Linked DNA regions of Danio rerio: region 2 is linked to region 1. The links are chromatin contacts, called in public Micro-C maps. All regions are on one chromosome and are shown on one strand. Each heading gives the region's core, a stretch centred on a gene start, on an enhancer-like site or on the middle of the called end of the contact. The rest is flanking DNA. Distances are from core to core; before and after follow the strand shown. Region 1 overlaps gpm6bb (glycoprotein M6Bb). Region 2 holds the start of gpm6bb (glycoprotein M6Bb).

What was found. A called contact is a pair of places that touch in the nucleus more often than the background predicts.
Region 2: a contact with region 1 is called in a Micro-C map of caudal fin, with 1.8 times the contacts expected there. The contact joins the promoter of gpm6bb here to the enhancer-like site in region 1. A contact is called at or near these places in 2 of 18 Hi-C or Micro-C datasets (caudal fin and an unstated tissue).

What each region holds. Positions count from the first base shown.
Region 1 is chr9:57,026,319-57,032,417 of GRCz12tu, forward strand. All of the region lies in intron 1 of gpm6bb (glycoprotein M6Bb), which reads right to left. Among named protein-coding and RNA genes, the nearest start is that of gpm6bb, 57 kb to the right of the region's middle. Within about 2 kb of position 3,548, at least 35 of the 62 cell types and tissues checked have an H3K27ac peak or open chromatin away from gene starts, as enhancers often do. A contact at or near this core is called in caudal fin, where this site is marked.
Region 2 is chr9:57,084,358-57,089,833 of GRCz12tu, forward strand. It overlaps gpm6bb (glycoprotein M6Bb), which reads right to left and starts at 1,799. Exons shown (of 7, transcript NM_001013334.2): 1 at 1,723-1,799. The coding sequence starts at 1,726.

The DNA.
Region 1 (6,099 bases), core at 2,298-4,797:
AATAATACCATTTCTTAAGCATTGTTGATAGCTAGTGTTAAAAATAAATAAATAAATTTGTTAAACTAGCATAAATTGTTAATATTACAACAAATGGTGAAATACTGTAGGTATTTAACTATTAAGTTATTCTCTTCAGAGATTTTTTAAAAATAGGTTATATCTTATATAATTTAATATAATACAATAATGTTTTTTTATTTTTATGGAATTATAAAAGCAAGCTTATTTATCATGTTAGGATTTTAAAGTGTTTATATAGTGATGTTTTTTTAGGTTCTTGTTGGGTCTGTTGCAACGTAATTTCGTTCTGCATTACAATTCTATTGTGATGATTTGAATGACATAAATAAAGGAAACTGAAACTGATTTTTATAAATAAACTTTATAACAAAACATTATATTTAATTGGTTTTCATAAATCATGTCTTTGTGGAAATGAATTTTATTTTCTTTACTGTCACACAGAGGCGTTGTAAGGGTACAGTATGTGTGAAACAAGTCAAAAATAAATGAAGGCTCAGCCGACATAGCACTATGGTGCAAAGGTGTGGTTATGTACAGTGCAAAAGTGTCCAATCAAAAAAAAAAAAATATATATATATATATATATATATATATATATATATATATATATATATATATATATATATATATATATATATATATATATATATATATATATATATATATATATCGCTGAAGTCAGAAAAATTAGCCCCCTTTCATTTTCTTTCTTTTTTAAATATTTCCCAAATGATGCAAGGACATTTTCACAGTATGTCTAAAAATATTTTGTTCTTCTGGAGAAAGTCTTATTTGGTTTATTTTGGCTTGAATAAAAGCAGCTTTTAATTTTTTTAAAAACATTTAAAGGCCAAATTTATTAGCCACTTTAAGCTATATTTTTATTTGATAGTCTACAGAACAAACCATTATTATACAATAACTTGCCTAATAAACCTAGTGAAGCCTTTAAATGACTTGCCTAATTACCCTAACTTTACCCTAATTACCCTAGTGAAGCCTTTAAATGTCACTTTAAGCTGAATACTAGTGTCTTGAAGAATATCTAGTCTGTTATTTACTGTCATCATGACAAAGATAAAATAAACCAGTTATTACAGATGAGTAGTAAAACTATTATGATTGGAAATGTGCTGAAATGTGCTCCTCTTCAAAATAGACAATAAAGCAACAAAATAATTATATACAAAATATTCGCTATCCAGATTTACTACTCTCTAACTAACCATTCGCCACTACTCACATCTTCTACGACTACGACTCCCACTACTGATCAGCACGGGGGCTTTGAACAGCTCGGTCTCCAACCCGGGCCGGTTCACCCTTCCTTAAACAACCTGGTGGTCCTAGCCTACCCCAGAAGCACCATATCTATCTACAACGAACTTAGTGCAGACACCCAATCGACATAATCCACTGCAGCCCAGAAACCCTGAGCTCAAGAGATCCGCAGCTTTTTTTTTTTAACATTTACTTTATTTTTCATAAATAAATAACTATTATTATTGTTATTATAACACACAGTTGAAGTCAGAATTATTAGTCCCCCTTTCAATTTTGTTTTCTTTTTTAGTTTTTAAATATTTCCCGAAGGAAGTTTTAACAGAGCATGGACATGTTCACAGTATGTCTGATAATATTTTTTCTTAAAGAGAAAGTCTTATTTGTTTTATTTCGGCTAGAACAGCGGTTCTCAAACTTTTTTCATCAAGTACCACCTCAGAAAAAAATTGTCTCTCCAAGTACCACCATAACGACCAGTATTAAAATACAGTAGCGTAGTAGGCCTAATTAAGCAGCTACAGCTCTGCACAGTTCAAAACCCAGGCAGATTAATTCCTATTATTAAGAATATTTATTATTGTCACCCCCTTTAAGTATTATGAATAGTTTGAACATGAACACTGTATTGTGCTTACAGGTAAAAAAAAAAAAAATGCTAAAATAAAATGTCAAAGTTTTAATTTTATGTGCTTTTAAAAGTGAAATAAAAATGGTTGGCTACTTAAAAAAAAAAAAAAAACTCCTGCCTTATATGTAAAGTATTAACATATATAAGCCTATTCATCTACTATGTTCACCTACACTTGCGCCTCATAAATTTAGGATATATTTCATCATATTTATACATAAATCATTTGTGATAAATTTTGAAATATATCTTGCATGTATATATGACATATTTGATTCTTCTGTGTACCACTAGAAGGAAGCCCGAGTACCACAGTTTGAGAACCACTGGGCTAGAATAAAGGCAGCTTTTAATTCTTTAAAAAACATTTTAAGGTCAGTATTATTAGCCCCTTTAGGCTATATTTTATTTTCGACAGTCTACAGAAAAAAACATCATTATACAATGGCTTGCCTAATTACCCTAACCTGCCTAGTTACCCTAATTACCCTAGTTAAGTCTTTAAATGTCACTTTAAGCTGAACACTAGTGTCTTGAAGAATATCTAGTCTAATATTATTTACTGTCATCATGACAAAGATAAAATAAACCAGTTATTAGAGATGAGTTATTAACACTATTATGATGAGAAATGTGTTGGAGAAATCTGCTCTCCTTTAACAAAAATTGAGGAAAAAATAAACAGGGGGGCGAATAATTCTGACTTCAACTCTATATTTAACTATTTAGTTTTTTTATTATTTGTTTTCATGAATCATGATTTGTGCAATTATTCTTATTAATTTTATTCTTCTTATTATTATTATTAATTATTAATAAAATAATTATCTGTTTTGACAAAAATGAAAAAGTTTGTGCACAAAAGTGACATGGACATGCTTAAGTTGTGTGAGATTCATCAGTTCATATTGAGTAATTCATATATTAATATCTGCTTGTTAAGTGTAACGTCACACAAAGCGGCTTCCGACTTCCACGATGGTGCAGTGGGTAGCACGATAAGGTAAGAAGGTTGCCATTTCGAGTCCCAGCTAGGTCAGTTGGCGTTTCTGTGTGGAGTTTGCATGTTCTCCCAGTGTTGGTGTGGGTTTCCTCTGGGTGCTCCGGTTTCCCTCACAGTCCAAACACATGCGCTATAGGGGAATCGATGAACTAAATTGGCCGTAGTGTATGAGTGTGAATGCAAGAGTGTATGGGTGTTTCCCAGTACTGGATTTACAGCTGTGTTTTACAGTGCGTAAAACATGCTGGAATAGTTGGCGGTTCCTTCAGCTGTGACAACCCTTGATAAGTAAGGGACTAAGCTGAAGGAAAATGAATAAATGAGCAAGACAATATTCTAGACGTGTCCAGAAAGTGCTTCAGGATTTAAGAATGTTGCAGAGATGTGAACTAGAGACTGGACTCTACGTGAGAGAGCATTACTGCAGTGTAGATTCGTCATCCGCTGTGAGAACGGCAGTAATGACTGAACTGAAGGCCTCATTGTGTCCTGAAAGTGTCTTCAGCGAAGGCTTTTCTTCTCTCCCAGCACAGAAAGGCAAATGAAAGCAGATCTATGAGCAGAGCAGAGCAGAGCAGAGGCCCTTTCAGAGCCCGTCAGCCTCAGCCGGAGCGCTGCTTTATGAGGACACACTGCATTCTGGTCCGCATAATGAACACCGGTCGCCATGACAACAGGTTAACCACAACCCAGTGAGTATTGCCCATGGCACAGTCTCTCACGACCCACAACACACACACACACACACAGACACACACACACTTAATTTCTCTATCTTTCACACACACAGTCACTCAAAGCACACACACACACACTTTTTTCTCTTGCACACTCAAGCGCACACACACACACACACACACACACACACAAAATCACACACACTTAATTTCTCTTTCACACACACAGTCACTCAAAGCACACACACACACACTTTTTTCTCTTGCACACACTCAAGCGCGCACACGCACACACACACGTAATTTCTCTCTCTTTCACACACAGTCACTCAAAGCACACACACACACTTTTTTCTCTCGCACACTCAAGCGCGCACACACACACACACATTTAATTTCTCTCTCTTTCACACACACAGTCACTTAAAGCACACACACACACACACACACTTTTTCTCTCGCACACTCAAGCACACACACACACACACACACACACACACACACACACACACACACACACACACAAACACACAAACTAAAGCATACACAGAAGTACTTTTTCACACGCACTCTCAATTCCATACACACTCTCACAAAAAACTCACACACAAACTAACACATACACACAAGCGCACACAAATACACACTTTTTCTTTCTTTCTGACACACACATTTAAGCTTACACACACACACACACTCTTAATTCCATACACACTCACAAACACACACACACACAGACACACACACACTGTCTCACACACAAATTCAAGCATACACACACACACACAAACACTCACAAACTTCACATGGACTCTCTTTTTCTCTCTCACACACACACACACACACACTCTATCGCTCTCTTTCTCTCTCACACACTCAAGCACACACAAACTATCTCCCTCCCGCTTTCTCTCTCTCTCTCGCTTTCACACAAGCACAAAAAGTCTCACAAACACAAACTTTACATGGACTCTCTCTCTCACAAACACACACACAGACATGCACCCGCAAACGCACTTATGAAGACACACAAGTCCTCCAGTCTCAAAGGGAAACGGTGCAGTGGTTTCCACCTAAAGCTCTTGGGAAGCATGTTTACTGCAGTAGAGCTCCAGAGGAACATCACTCATAGATGAGTTGAGGTCAGTTGAAGCATCAGATGATTCTCATGAAGCCAGTCAATCAGTGTGAAAACACTGGACTAACTGTTCAAGAGCTGGAAGCAAACTTCATTTAGAAAGTAGTTTTTTATTACATTTTTGCAGCCTGGCAGGCAGGAAGGTAGGTAAATAAATAACTAAATAAATAAATGTAAAAATCAAATAAATGCATAAATAAATAAATAAATAAATAAATAGATGCGTAAATAAATAACTGCATAAATAAATAAATGCATAAATAAATAAGTGCATAAATAAATAATTGCATTAATAAATAAATGCATAATAAACAAATGCATCAATAAACAAATGCATAAATAAATAAATGCATTAATCAAGAAATGCAATAATATAAAAATAAATAAATGCATTAATAAATAATAAATGCACAAATAAATAACTTTGTAAATAAGAAAATAAATGCATAAATTAATAATTAAATGCATAAATAAATACAAAAAGAAAACAATAAATGTATAAATAAATAAATAAATGCATAAATAAATAAATGAATGCATAAATAAATAAATGCATACATAAATGCATAAATAAACAAATAAATGCATACATAAACGCATAAATAAATAAATAAATGCATACATACATAAATAAATGCATTAATAAAAGCATACGTAAATAAATGCATAAATAAATGAATGAATAAATGCACAAATAAATAAGTGTACATAAATGCATAAATAAAAAGTATACATAAATAAATGCATAAATAAATGAATTAATAAATAAATGTATACCTAAATAGATGCATAAATAAATTAATAAATGCATAAATAAATAAAGCATACATAAACAGATACATAAATAAATCAATAAATGCATAAATAAATAAATTAATTAATAAACTAATTAATAAATAATAATCTTTGCAAAAGATCTTTGTTAAAGAGTCATGACAAATCAAATAAAATGAATAAAGTAATAGTAATTAGACTTTATTTTCTTTCATCTTCATTTTCTTCTGTCAATAAAAGTAATTTTCTGTTATAATAATAATAATAATTATTATTATTATTATTATTATTATTATTATTATCATTATTAAGCACTATATCCAATTAATTATAGTGCTTATCATTATTATTATTATTATTATTATTATTATATAATTATTATTATTAATAGTATTATTAAGCGATTAGTTATATATTGTTATGATATGAAATCATTTTAATTATTATTACATTACATATCATTAATTCATGCACTTGGCACTTCAGGCATTGATTCATTATTATACACCTCGTTTCCAGGTGTTTATCATTTAATTATTCTCAGAGTGTTCTCCATTCCTTACTAAAG
Region 2 (5,476 bases), core at 549-3,048, 56 kb after region 1:
CCAAATTTAACTATATATAGTCGCTCATATTTAAGCATTTTGTTATCACTTAAGTAATTTTAAACATTAAAATAAAGACCTCGCTTGCATTTTCAAATTGTTTATATGTATATAAAAACTACTTTTGTATATTTCATTTGATACAAAGGCTATAATGGAACTTCACAACTTTGATTGTGAATCAAAATAAACTTTGAATATAACCTGTACAGTTAAAATCTGGTATTTCAATGATCAGAAAGCGATTTGTTCAATGAAAAAAAAAAAAAAACGTAGTGAGAAAATCACTGTAGCTCAAGATGAAATTATTGTATTTTCCAACCAAATAACAAGAAAACAAAGATTACAGGCAAAACTAAACAGTAAAGTTCTGCCAAACTAAACTTAGGGACTTTTATATTGACTAAAGTGATTTTAAACATTAAAATAGACACCTCGCTTTTTTATATAGCTTATGTGTATAAAAAACTACTTTTGCATATTTAATTTGATACAAAGGCTATAATGGCACTTCACATCTTTGATTGTAAATAAAAATTCAATTTAAATATAACCCGTACAGCCAAAATCTAATATTTTACTAACCAATGACCATTTGAATGATCAGAAAGTGATTTGTTTAATGAAAGCAAACCAACATAAAGAGGAAATCCCTGTAGCTCAAGATTAATCTCTAATTTGAAACAATAAAATAGACATCTTGTTTGCTTTTTAAATTGTTTACATGCATATAAAACTACAGTTGTGTTTTTAATTTAATACAAAGACTACAATGGCACTTCACATCTTTGATTGTGAATGAAAATAAACTTTGAATATAACCTGTACAGCCAAAATCTAATATTTTACCAACCAATGACCATTTGAATGATGAGAAAGTCATTTGTTTAATCAAAGCAAACCAACATAAAGAGAAAATCCCTGTAGTTCAAGATTAATCTCTTATATTTCCAACAAAATCACAAGAAAACAACGATTATGGTCAAAACTAAACACCAAAATCCTTCAAACTATAAACTCAAAGATTTTTATACTGACTGAAGTCATTTGAAACATTAAAATAGAATCCTCATTTGCTTTTTAAATTGTTTACATGCATATAAAACTACAGTTGTGTTTTTAATTTAATACAAAGACTACAATGGCACTTACACACCTTTGATTGTGAATAAAAATAAACTTTGAATATAACCTGTACAGCCAAAATCTAATATTTTACCAACCAATGGCCATTTGAATAATGAGAAAGTGATTTGTTTAATGAAAGCAAACCAACATAAAGAGAAAATTACTGTAGCTCAAGATGAATTTCTTGTATTTTCCAAAATAATCGCTATAAACAAAGATTATAGCCAAATCAAAGCCCAAAACTTCTGTCAAACTGTAATGCTTGGGTTTGTTGTGTTGTGGAAGTTGAACTGGTTGACATGAGATGTGGTCGCGGTAGGAAATCTCTTTAGTGTAATCCATAATCTCAGTCCTCAATCTCAGTCACCTACACTAATGCTGACCACTCAAACTGTGTCAGAAAGACATAATGAAGAAACAGACAAACTTTGTGGGAAAACAAAGAGCGAGGAGACTTTGTGATCTGCAATTCAGCCGCGCGCCCGTGCTGAGGTAAAACAACGGTCTCCGTCTAACGGAAAAACAAAACACTGAAACTGTCCAACTTCTGGAGTGTGAGTGGATTGGATAAAGTTAGTTTTTAGGTTTACTCACCCATGTTTGAAGCGTTCCTGCTCTTGTCCTGTTGAGTGTTTATGGGATAACGGAGACTGACTGACACTCGCTCACTCCCGCGCCGCTCTGATGAGGAGGTGCACGAGCGTGTGACGTCAGCGGCAGGGATTACCCTCGCCCCGCCCCCTGCACACAAAAACGACCTGCTGCTATAATATATGATAATAATAATCATCATGACGGTAATACTACCAATAATATACAAATATATTATTATTGTTAGCAGTAGTATTTATTTATTTATTTATTTGTACGTCTGATATTGCATGACAGTTATAATTAAATTATGTATCAGCAGTAGTATTTATTTATTAAATTTTTTACATCAGCTATTTTCAGATATTTTCTGGTAGTATCAACCACTAGCTGACTATTTTATAAGCTTTGTGATAATAATAATAATAATAATAATAATAATAATAATAATATTAATAATAATAATAATAATAATTATTATTATTATTATTATTATTATTATTATTATTATTATTATTACTATTATTATTGTTATTATTATTATTATTATTACTACTATTATTATAATTACATGGATTACACGGATAAAAGAGAAGAACCGGGGGGTGGGGTTTGGCACGGGCCCTTGATAATGTCTCTGGGGCCCCCCTAAATGTATGGGCCCTTAGAATCATCCTAACTTACCCCCTCCTTGCGGTGCCCCTGATGCTAAATAATAAACAGTGCTGGATTTAGGCATGGGCAATATGGGCGATCGCCCAGGTCGGCATCTTGCTGGGGGCGGCACGGGGAGACAAACAAAGTGCCCCAGTAAAAGCTTTGAGATAAGATTTACTTTATGCAAGTGTATTGAGCAGATATCCAAGAATGAAGATAGGGACTATTTGGCATTCACATTTGGTGTCTTTTGCACATACAAGATTGTTATTCTTTATGTGCAACCGAAACAACGCTGGTGAAAACAAATTGACGCATGAGTGCAGAAAGCCATTCTTTACACGCGCTGCCCCCTGGTCCCGGTTGTTTACATGCACGCCGATATGCCTTAACATGCAAGTCAACAAAACTAAAGTGTATATAATATGATGGTGATTTACTTTGACTAAGCATGGAAAGGAGGAATGATGGGTCAAGGAGGTAACTAAGAATTAATATTAATTTTTGGCCATGAGTCAAGTCTAAGACAACAGGTAATTCTATAAAACATATATTTTTTGAATTCCATCGAACTGTCATAATTAATATTCATGCAAAACTCTTAGAATATTTCTCCAGTTGTGTCTTTACAGTGTTTTTCGGTTACATTTAGGATTGATTTATGTTGTTTGTTGGAATAATAGTTGTATAATAATAATAATTATTATTATTATTATTATTATTATCATTATTATTATAATTCTAACAATAAACAAATTGTTACATTTATTGAAAATAAATAAAAATATTTAAATGTATTTATTTTAAATTAATATATATATATATATATATATATATATATATATATATATATATATATATATATATATATATATGTATATATATATATATATATATATATATATATATATATATATATATATATATATATATATATATATATATATATATATATAAAGTCAACCACATAGTGTCTTTATTTCTTGGGGATGGGGGATGTTTGGGGTGGTTTCGCCCAGGGTGCCATTTAAACTACAACTGCCACTAATCAAACACATTACTCGCTTTTGATTGCAGCAATGATTCCAGCAAAAACAGAACCTCGTTTTTTAGCACTACATAGTGTTGAATCTGGTCATCATGGAGCATTATTTCTTGCACATGACCACACAGAACAACATTGCCATCCAAAGACCTGTGGGCCTTTAACTTCTCTCTTGTAAAAATACTCAGAGCTCCAATGAGATTGTATATTTGGGGCTGGATGCTTGGTCATTTCGTCTTCTCCAATATTCATTGGGAGGGTGCTATCGCAATTGGATCTGTCAGATGAACGCCGCTCACTTTAACGTTAAAGCTGCGGTCACACTGGGCTTTTCCTCCCATAGACTTCCATTCATACACACATGAATGCGTCAGACAGAAACGCTGGGTCATGCGTCAAGTTTTGCAGGTTGTTGCGGTGCAAAGTTCAAGCTTGGTGAACTCTGACCTGCAAAATTGCATCAATTGACTGCGTGAGACCAACCGAGGATCAAAACATGACCTCTCTGGACAGAAATTAAAAATGTGGAGCAAACGCTCGCTTTTTAAATGTCTAATCATGTTGTTTAATCCCGCCCCTTTTCACAGCACCGCATGACAGAATCTCGCACACACAAACTCTAGTGTGATGAGCTGTTATAATAGGCTGAAAGCATTATGTAAATAATAAATATAATATGTAATCAATATAACTCTAATACAACAAACTCTGTGCCGCATTGGAAGTCATTCCCTCACTGTAAATGCTAGTTCTTCCGTTTTTTTTCTGCAACCTCACTGCGCGCATCATATTGCATTAAGTGGGTGTGGCCAACTGTTGACTCTGAAGCCCACTGCTCTGATTGGCTGACAGTTTTGCATATTAACAGATCTAAACAGACCGTGTGGTAAAAGTGGGCGTGGATCTTCTATGGAGGCGGAGCTTATCTACCCAGTTACATCATACAGTAGAACATTCCAGCATTGTCTTACAAGCTGATTTAAGGGGAACCGCAAAGTGTTGAGTTCTGAAGCTCACAGGATGTTGTATATCACTGTAACCTCTTACATGATAAAACAAAAAGGTCATTTTGAAACTGATCTTCAGCCAAGCTCTGCCCTCATCATGATTCAGCCGGTGTATATCAGAATTTCTCTTCAGTTTCCCAGCACCAGCAGCTCTTTCACTCACGCCAGATGGCTCCAGTCAATGGAAAAGCAGAGGAAGAATCAGGAGACCTGCTTTCAGCTCATTCTTTATACTTTTCTACAGGCTGACAAATAAGCATGAGCTGCTCCTGTGTTTCTGCAGCAGCGCTGAAAAAAAAAAAAATAGATTGATTGGATTTACTCATTTCCTTTAGGGTAAGTGGTTACAAACCATGTATATGGTCTGAGTTTAAACGAACAAACTAAACTTAGCAATGTCCAACTTAACATGTCACAGCCATGTCACCCTAAGACCGGTTACTCACTGAAGCTAAGCTGGGCTGAGCCTGGTCAGAACCTGGATGGGAGACCACTAGGGAACACTAGGTTGCTGTTGGAAGTGGTATTAGTGAGGGCAGCAGGGGGCGCTCAACCTGTGGTCTGTGTGAGTCCTAATGCCCCAGTAAAAGTGAAGGGGACACTATAGTGTCAGTGGGCGCCGTCTTTCGGATGAGACATTAAACCGAGGTCCTGACTCTCTGTGGTCATTAAAAATCCCATGGCACTTCTCGTGAAAGAGCAGGGGTGTAACCCCGGTGTCCTGGCCAAAGTCCCTCTATCGGCCCTTACGATTATGGCCTACCAATTATCCCCATCCCCATCTATCACTGTCTCTCCTCTCCACCAATAGCTGGTGTGTGGTGAAGCACTGGCGCTGTTGTCCTGTGGCTGCCATCACATCATCCAAGTGGATGCTCCACACTGGTGGTGGTGTGGAGAGACCCCCCCTCATGATTGTAAAGCGCTTTTGGTGTACGGCTATACACAATAAATGCGCTATGTAAATACACATTACATTGTTTGATTAAATTCAGCCCATATAAATTGTTTATTGGAGAGTAATTTTTCACTATCCATTTAAGTACAA